2 separate regions of the Mus musculus genome follow, and region 1 is linked to region 2. The links are chromatin contacts, called in public Hi-C maps. All regions are on one chromosome and are shown on one strand. The core of a region is the stretch at or near the end of the contact, and the rest is flanking DNA. Distances in the headings are between cores, read along the strand shown. Region 1 holds the start of Ankrd52 (ankyrin repeat domain 52). Region 2 holds the start of Gli1 (GLI-Kruppel family member GLI1).

Region 1 (4,028 bases), core at 908-3,407, 1.0 Mb after region 2:
TTAAACTTGAGCTCCCGTGCCTCAGCCTCCTGAATGGCTGGGATGACAGGTGTATATCTCCACAACCGGTTGGTCCTGCGTGGTGTGAAAGGTGGAGCCTGAACTTTCACGCATGCTGGGATCTAGAACCCTAGCCTCTTTTATTTTTAATTAAAAATAATTTTAAAAACATTTATTTTTATTTCTTGCGTTTGAATATTTCCGTGCATGTGTGTAAGTACACCAAGTGTGCGTAGTGCCTGGAGAGGCCAAAAGGCATTGGATTTCCAAAACCCAGGGGTTACAGATAGTTGTCTGTATTCCTAGCAGGGAACCAACCTCTGGCCCTCTGTATAAACAGCAAGCACTTTTGTTGTTGTTGTTGTTGTTGTTGTTTTGTCTTTTGTTTTTTGTTTTTTGGTTTTCGAGACAGGGTTTCTCTGTATAGCTCTGGCTGTCCTAGAACTCACTTTGTAGACCAGGCTGGCCTCGAACTCAGAAATCCGCCTGCCTCTGCCTCCCAAGTGTTGGGATTAAAGGCGTGTGCCACCACGCCCAGCACAACAAGCACTTTTAACTGCTGAGCTATTTTTCCAACCTCTCTCCCAAATTTATTATTATATATATTTTTTTTTCTTTTTTTTCTAAGTACACTGTAGCTGTCTTCAGACACACCAGAAGAGGTCGTCAGATCTCACTACAGATGGTTGTGAGCCACCATGTGGTTGCTGGAATTTGAACTCAGGACCTTTGGAAGAGCAGTCAGTGTCAGTGCTCTTACCTGCTGAGCCATCTCTCCAGCCCTTATTATTATATATTATTATTGTTGTTGTTGTTGTTGTTTGGCGGTGAGATTTGAGACAGAGTGATTTCTTTTCAATTTAACTTATAAACTACTTTTTTTTTTTTTAAATCTCACGTATGAATGTTTTACCCACCAAAAATTTCTGCAGTTGGAGTTACAATCCGCTATTAGTTGCTAAGTGGCTGCTGGGGATTAAACTTGGGCCCTTTGGAAGAGTGGTCAATGCTCGTTAACTAGCTGAACCACCTGCCCAGGCCCAACACTTTCTTGTTGGCTAATGGATATAGGCAGACCCGGTCCACTGTGGGTAGTACCATCCCTAGTCAGGTGGCCCTAAATTAGATAAGAGATCTGGTTAAGCTTGAGCCTGGGTTCATTCCTCCCTGGGTTCTTCGTTCAAGTTCAAGTCTGAGTTTCTGCCCTAAGTTTTCTCAAAGATGGACTAAACCCTTTCCTTCTTTTAGTTGGTTTGGTCATTGTTATCGTAGCAACACAAAGGAACTGGGGCTCATGATGTAGCCAGGACAGTTCTTGAATACACAATCCTCCTGCTTCAGGTTCCAGAGCGCAGGAATCTTATAAATGATTCACACCTGGCTCTAAAGCATCTTTTATAAATTGTACCCATCTATCAGTCTCCACTTTTCTTTCTCCCTCGGCCAACTGTCCCTGATTGGCTGCCTCTTTTGACCTCTCCAATGGGTGAGGGGGAGTTCCTCTCTACTGCCTTTTTACCGGGAGAAACAGTTACTACCCTAATCTGGCAGGGTAATTATGGAGTTGCTGTTGGGCTTAGAGGCCTTTCTTCAGCTGCCAAGTGTCCAGCTCTTCACGGAGGCTTCCTGAAGCAGGAGTCTTTTGAGATTTTTCTGCAGCTTAGCAATCTTGCTATTTTCTTTCTACCCAGTGGAGACTGGTTCTGGGGCCATCTATAAGTCTCGGGTCGCCACACTCCGAGTTTCCACTATCTCTGGGGTACTTGGGGGTGTGAGTACGGTCGGAGGCGTCCGCTCTACCGGAGCATTGTGGGCTGGGTGAGCTCTCGCCCGCTGTTTGGTCCTGGGCTCGGGAGTCACTGGGGGAGCGAGACCCGACTCCGTGCCATGGGCCTGCGAGAGACCCCTCGGGCCGCCCGACTGCAACGGAGGGCACAGCGCGGTCCGCTGGCGGAGCTGCGGAACCCGCGCGCGGGGTAGGGGGAGCCCGGGCCGCCCTGGCCGTCCTGGCGCGGGGCGAGGGCGCCGAGGCCTGGGCAGCCTGCGCGGACAGCGAGCACCCCGAGGCCCGGCCAAGGCTCGCCGCCAGGGAGCGCTGCGGGCTCCCGCTCGCCCGCCCCCCGGTAGGCGGGGCCGCCCTCTCCCCGCAGCCGCCGCCGCAGCCGCCGCCTGGGCCGCCCCGTGTCCCCGGTGGAGCCGCCGCCGCCGCTGCCGCCGCTGCCGCGAGCTCGATGCGGACGGAGCCTGGGCCGGGCCATGGGGATCCTCAGCATCACGGACCAGGTCAGCCCTCCCACCCTTCCCCACTTCCTCTTCCCAGGCCCCGGCACCGCCGCCACGCGAGCCCGGGGATGTGCGGCCTAGGCTGGGCCCGAGCCCGGGGTTCCCGCGGCTCCCGCCGCGCCCCACGCCGTGCTCCACTCCGTGGAGCGGGTGTCCTTGGGGGCCTGGCGACCGGTGGGGGCACGGCGGGAATCCGCTGCAGCCAGGACCCCTGTAGCGGAGCCCCTCCAGCGACGCCCCCCTCCAACCTGTGTGCTCCCCCACCTCCTGGTAACGCCGTGGCTCGGGCCCGCTCCCTGAAAGCTGGTTCTCCCTGCAGCCGCCCCTGGTCCAGGCCATCTTTAGCCGAGATGTGGAGGAAGTGCGTTCCCTCCTCTCGCAGAAGGAGAACATCAATGTACTGGTGAGTTGGGAGCAGGGAGGATGGCGAGCCGGAATCCGGAGGGGTTCGGGACCCCTCCCCACAAGTGGGGCGGCTCCGTTTCTCCTCTGCTCTGATGAAACTGCAGCTCTTTCTACCCAGAAATGGGAGCCTGCTCCGCATTTAAGGTTGGTCAGGCATGGAGCACCGATCATGGGTTCTGGGGATGCCCAGAAAACCCTGTCCCCTTCTCAACCATCGGGGTCTGCAGCGCCCCCACCCCTCCGGGAAGGAGTAGGTTTCTTGGTCGGTAGCCCTGACTCCACCCTCCCAGGATGCTGGCTTTTGAAGCCCGATATTGGGATTTAAGACCCTGCAGAAGAACCTAGAGGAAGGGAAGGGCTTGGAGTTCTCATACTAGAACTGGCGTTCAGGATAATTTCTCTCTACAGCTGCTTCTCTTTTCTGCCTTTCCAGGACCAAGAGAGGCGAACCCCATTGCATGCTGCTGCCTACGTAGGCGATGTCCCCATCCTCCAGTTGCTACTGATGTCAGGTGAAAGTGGGGAGCTGGGAGGTGCGGCATCTAGGGAGGGGAGAAGTCTTTTTAGATCCGAGGATTGATTGCTGGTGCTTGGTACAAGAATGGCTTTCTGTCCGTTCAGGTTCCCCACTCTGATTATTGGTTTCCTTCCCTCCCCCTCCTCAAATCCCAACAAAATAGCAAATTGTGTCCACACAGGTGCTAACGTCAACGCTAAGGACACACTGTGGCTGACCCCTCTTCATCGTGCCGCTGCCTCCCGAAACGAGGTACAGACCCTACCTCATTTCTCCCTTTCAAAAAGGATGGGCTGAGGGCTAGAGAAACTCAGTTCTCTGCCCTACAGACTCTTCTGCCCCACACAGGGAGGAGACCAGAGTTTGGCTTCTCCTTCCTGCCCCTAGAACTGGCTGGGGGGGGGGGGGCTGAGTGCTGCCAGCTGATGTGACGTCAGGGAGAGAGCTTAACACTGGGCTGGCAGACTGCGGGGGCCCTGCTGCCAGGCCTGAGTGACTCATCCCTCCCTGGGGGCCACCTTAAGTCTGATCCCCCTCTGGGCACTGAGATTTCTCTCCTTGTGATGGGGTGGGGAGTAGCAATTCTGTGTCCTTGCCCCTCGAGCAACATTTAAGTTGACTGCCTAAGGGCCCAAACTCATATGGAGTCCTGTACAATGGTGTTATCAACCCTGAAGAGGAAGGGAAGGCCTCTTTGATCTCCCATCACTTCCTTGGCTCCAGCTCCCAGGGGGAGAGAGCTTAAGGCCAGTGGGAATGGTGTGGGACATGTTTAACGGGAACATTGAATTTCGAAGGGGATCCAGTTATGCTTGTTTATTGG
Region 2 (3,602 bases), core at 556-3,055:
CCAAGAGACAGGATAAAAACGGGGCGACAGCCCCCTTCACCGAGAGCCACCGCCTACACTCACGCCTCCCTCTTCATACTACTAACTTTTCCAGTTTCAGTAAAGGTTTTCTGGGCTGGATGGGAGCATGAGAATTAGCCTACCAAAGACCCGAATCATCTTCGCAGTCTATTTTCTAGAGTCCTCTACGTACGTACCCCTTCTCCCCAACTCCCTGGAGTCGGCCCCACCCCCTTTTCCCGGTCCCGCCTTCCCCGCCCCCGTGCCTTCTCGGCCCACCCAAGTCGCCGCCGCAGGCTCTGGCTGCAGACGGCTCAGCTTCCCCGCCCGCCTGGGGAGCCCAGAAAAGCGAGGGGGGGGGTGAAGGGTGGAACATTCTTCCCTCTCTCAGCGCATCCTGAAAGCAGGCAGTAGCGCCCGGGGGGGGGGGGGAGGCACTATTGGAAAGTGGGGTCCCTATAGTGGAGTGGGAAAAAAGAAACCAGAAACTAAGAGAAAGAAGTGCCTGTGTAAATAAGGTGTGCGCGGAGAGGACACCTTGGATTCCTGGGTATCTCCGCCGGCTTCCTAAGGGTTAACCCCTATAGACCCCCGGGAACCCCCTAGTGACGTCAAGAGTGAGTCGGAGACGTCTGTCCGGCGGGGATGCCCAGAGAGATAATGGAGGGGGGTCCTTCTGAACCCCGCCCCCCTAGGGTAAATCACCCGCGTTCACGAACTTTCTTCCCAGAAGAAAACTGCCCATCTTTTCTCCCCGTACTGGAAGGAAAGACCTATACCATAAAGTCCCTGGTTCTCCGGATGCCCCAAACCCTCGGCCTCTACGGAGTTTCCTTTCCTTGATGCTGTTCCCAAAGCTAACTGTCCTGGGTTGATTGTTTCAGGGTCATGGGGCCTGAAAGAGGATTCAGAGCGGGGAGCAAGGGCAGGCAGGGTGGTCTGAGCCAGAGGAGGGGCCTCGGTCCCCAGATCCCGCTTGGGCGGGGGGCCAACAGGGATACACAAGCTGGCAGTAGCCAGTGGTCCCGCTCTGCCCCAGTAGGGGTCTCCCGGCGCCTGGCTTCAGCTGCCCCGGTGGTCCTGAGGTCAGAGGGTCAAAACAAGGTCTCCCCAGCTCTTCCTCTTCCTCGGGGGCCCTGCCCACAGTCTTTGGGAACTCAGAAGTCCAGAATTCCTAGGGATTTTCTACGGCCTACACCGCATGTTAGGAAACCCACCCAGCCTCCTCCCGAGTCCAAACCCACTCCTTTGCCCCTAAACCCCATGTGCACATCTGTCACAGCCACAGGTCAGGAGTCCAATCCCAGCCCGGCCCTCAGGGGTTCTGTTGCCTGGCACACCGCTACTCCCACCCCACTGAGCGCTCCCTTCTTTTGCGGTGGGTCCCGTCTTAGAAACACTGACGTCTTCCAACGGCGCTCAGAGACGCACCTGGAGTTCCCTCTACCACGCAGACCTCCAGCTGGCCGTCCCAACTGCTTCTTCATCCCAACCTCAAGAAAGGGAGAGATTTCTAGTATGTGGGAGAGGCGCGGACAAAGAGACCTGGGACAGACACAGATTGTCAGAAAAAAAGAAGGGGATGCAGAGAAAAGAAGGCACAAATTAAAGCAAAACAAGAAAACACCCAAACTTCCTAATTGCTCTCCCCAAACTCTCCCAACCCCATATTGCCTCTGAGCCCCAGGTCTCCTTCTGGGATAGGGTGAGTCCCTAGGCGTCAGAGCATCTCCTCAGCCCCTCCCCCATCGCTCCCAGGTGGTCTCCCGCCTGCCCCCCTCTCACCTCCGTCGGGGCGCGGTGCTCGGGATGCGTGGTCCAGGGCTGGAAACTGGGCTGGGGGGGGGGGGAGGTGTGTGGCGGGGAGGGGGGTCACAGGGCCACTGCAGCGCAGCTTCAGTGCCACCCCACCCTCCCAACCTGGCCCCCAGCCCTCCCGCCGGCCCAGCCCGCCGGGCCTCGAGCCGGGACCACCCGCGAGAAGCGCAAACTTTTTTTTTCCCCTTTGCAAAAACTTTTTCTCGCTGTTGCCACCCGCACGCTACGGCTCTTCCCGCTCACTTCCCTCGTATATCCTTCCTTCGGACCGTTCTAGAAGATGAGCTGGGTGGATAGAAGCTAGAGAGGGGGTGCCGGGCTTATGGCACCCCCAGGACCCCCAGGATCCTCCCCCTCCCTTGAGGGACCCTATACTGCCTACTACCCCCCCCCCCGCCCGAACACGCTGCTCTTGGTGGACAGTAAATCCCGGCGCGGATCCCTGGATCGGCTGTCCACGAAGAGGCTCTGAACCAGAGCCAGGAAAACATTGAGGAAAATATTGCGCGGCGGGAGAGGGAGGGGGGAAAGCTCACCCAGAAAGTTAAACCAGAAGCCTCGGTCTTCGGCTTCATTGGTCGTAACTGAGCTTTCCCCATGTCGTGGTCTGTAGGCCAGCCTCACTCTTTGGATGGAACGTGGAGCATTTGGAGAGTTGGGGTTTGGGAGAAAGAAGTTGGGTTGACTGATGTAGAGGAGGGGAGGGGGTGCGACCTATGGAACATGAAGGAAGAACACGGGCTAGAGTTCTAAGTGCAGAATGTGCATTCACAGATCACTGAGGACAGTGGTGCTCTGTGTAGAGTACCTCTCTGGAGAAACTCCGTTCTCCATCTCCAAATTCTGGACGCAGTTGCCACCTCCACACCTCTCTCTTTAAGGCTTTTCGCGCCCTCTGCTGGTCGTCCTAGCACATGGCACCCCTCGGAGTGGAAATGATTGCACTGGCGAACTTAAGGAAATTTGACAGGTTCCTGTCCCCAAAGCCCAATCGGATGCCCAGGGAGCTGCGTGAGCTCAAAGAAACAGAAGGGCACGCCAGGGAAGATTGCGAGCCCCTTGGGTAGTTCGTGATAGGGGAGTACCCTGTCTCTTTGAATCTGTGTTACCATGGTGACTGGACACAGAGAGAGGGCCTCTATTTCAGTTTCCCACCTGAGAAAGACTCAAAAGCATGGCGGGGTGGGGAGAGAGAGTCTTCCCTTAAACAGATCTCTCAGGCCATAGCGCTGTTTTTAAACCACCTTCTTGGCTCTGCAAAGTAAGTGTTTTTTGTTTGTTTGTTTTTTGTTTTTAAATTAAGATGGGCCAAGCAGTGGTGGCATACACCTTTAATCCCAGCACTCGGGAGGCAGAGGCAGGCGGATTTCTGAGTTCGAGGCCAGCCTGGTCTACAGAGTGAGTTCCAGGACAGCCAGGGCTACACAGAGAAACCCTGTCTCCAAAAAAAAAAAAAAAAAAAATTAAGATGAAGACAGGGACACATATGAGACCTAACAAGTGCAAGGAGTCACAGTAGAAACAGATAAGGGACAACACTCCATATAACTGACAAGTTACATCCATGAAATTTACAAGGTACCCACAGCCAGGCCAGACCAGTAACCACAGAGAAAGAGTTCTACACGTGTCATGTGACTTGTCTTACACAGACTGACAGTTTTGGAGCCTTTTGAGTTCTGCGGAAAGGGAAATGCTTTTGTGTTTTGATGACAGACTGTTACTCAGTAGTCCAGGCTGACCCAGAGTTTACTCAGGAGCCCAGGCTGAGCTCAGGCTCACAG

The links. A called contact is a pair of places that touch in the nucleus more often than the background predicts.
Region 1: a Hi-C map of muscle stem cells shows a contact between it and region 2, with 5 times the contacts expected there. The contact joins the promoter of Ankrd52 here to the promoter of Gli1 in region 2. A contact is called at or near these places in 3 of 39 promoter capture datasets (the SN4741 cell line, hippocampal neurons and neural stem cells), 1 of 484 Hi-C or Micro-C datasets (muscle stem cells), 3 of 115 datasets of contacts at active chromatin or transcription factors (embryonic stem cells and pancreatic cancer cells) and 1 of 9 other capture datasets (liver).

Annotation. Positions count from the first base shown.
Region 1 is chr10:128,374,967-128,378,994 of GRCm38.p6, forward strand. It overlaps Ankrd52 (ankyrin repeat domain 52), which reads left to right and starts at 2,158. Exons shown (of 28, transcript NM_172790.2): 1 at 2,158-2,283; 2 at 2,603-2,686; 3 at 3,122-3,200; 4 at 3,387-3,457. The coding sequence starts at 2,257.
Region 2 is chr10:127,339,774-127,343,375 of GRCm38.p6, forward strand. Gli1 (GLI-Kruppel family member GLI1) reads right to left here and starts at 1,806. Exons shown (of 13, transcript NM_010296.2): 1 at 1,786-1,806; 2 at 1,432-1,545.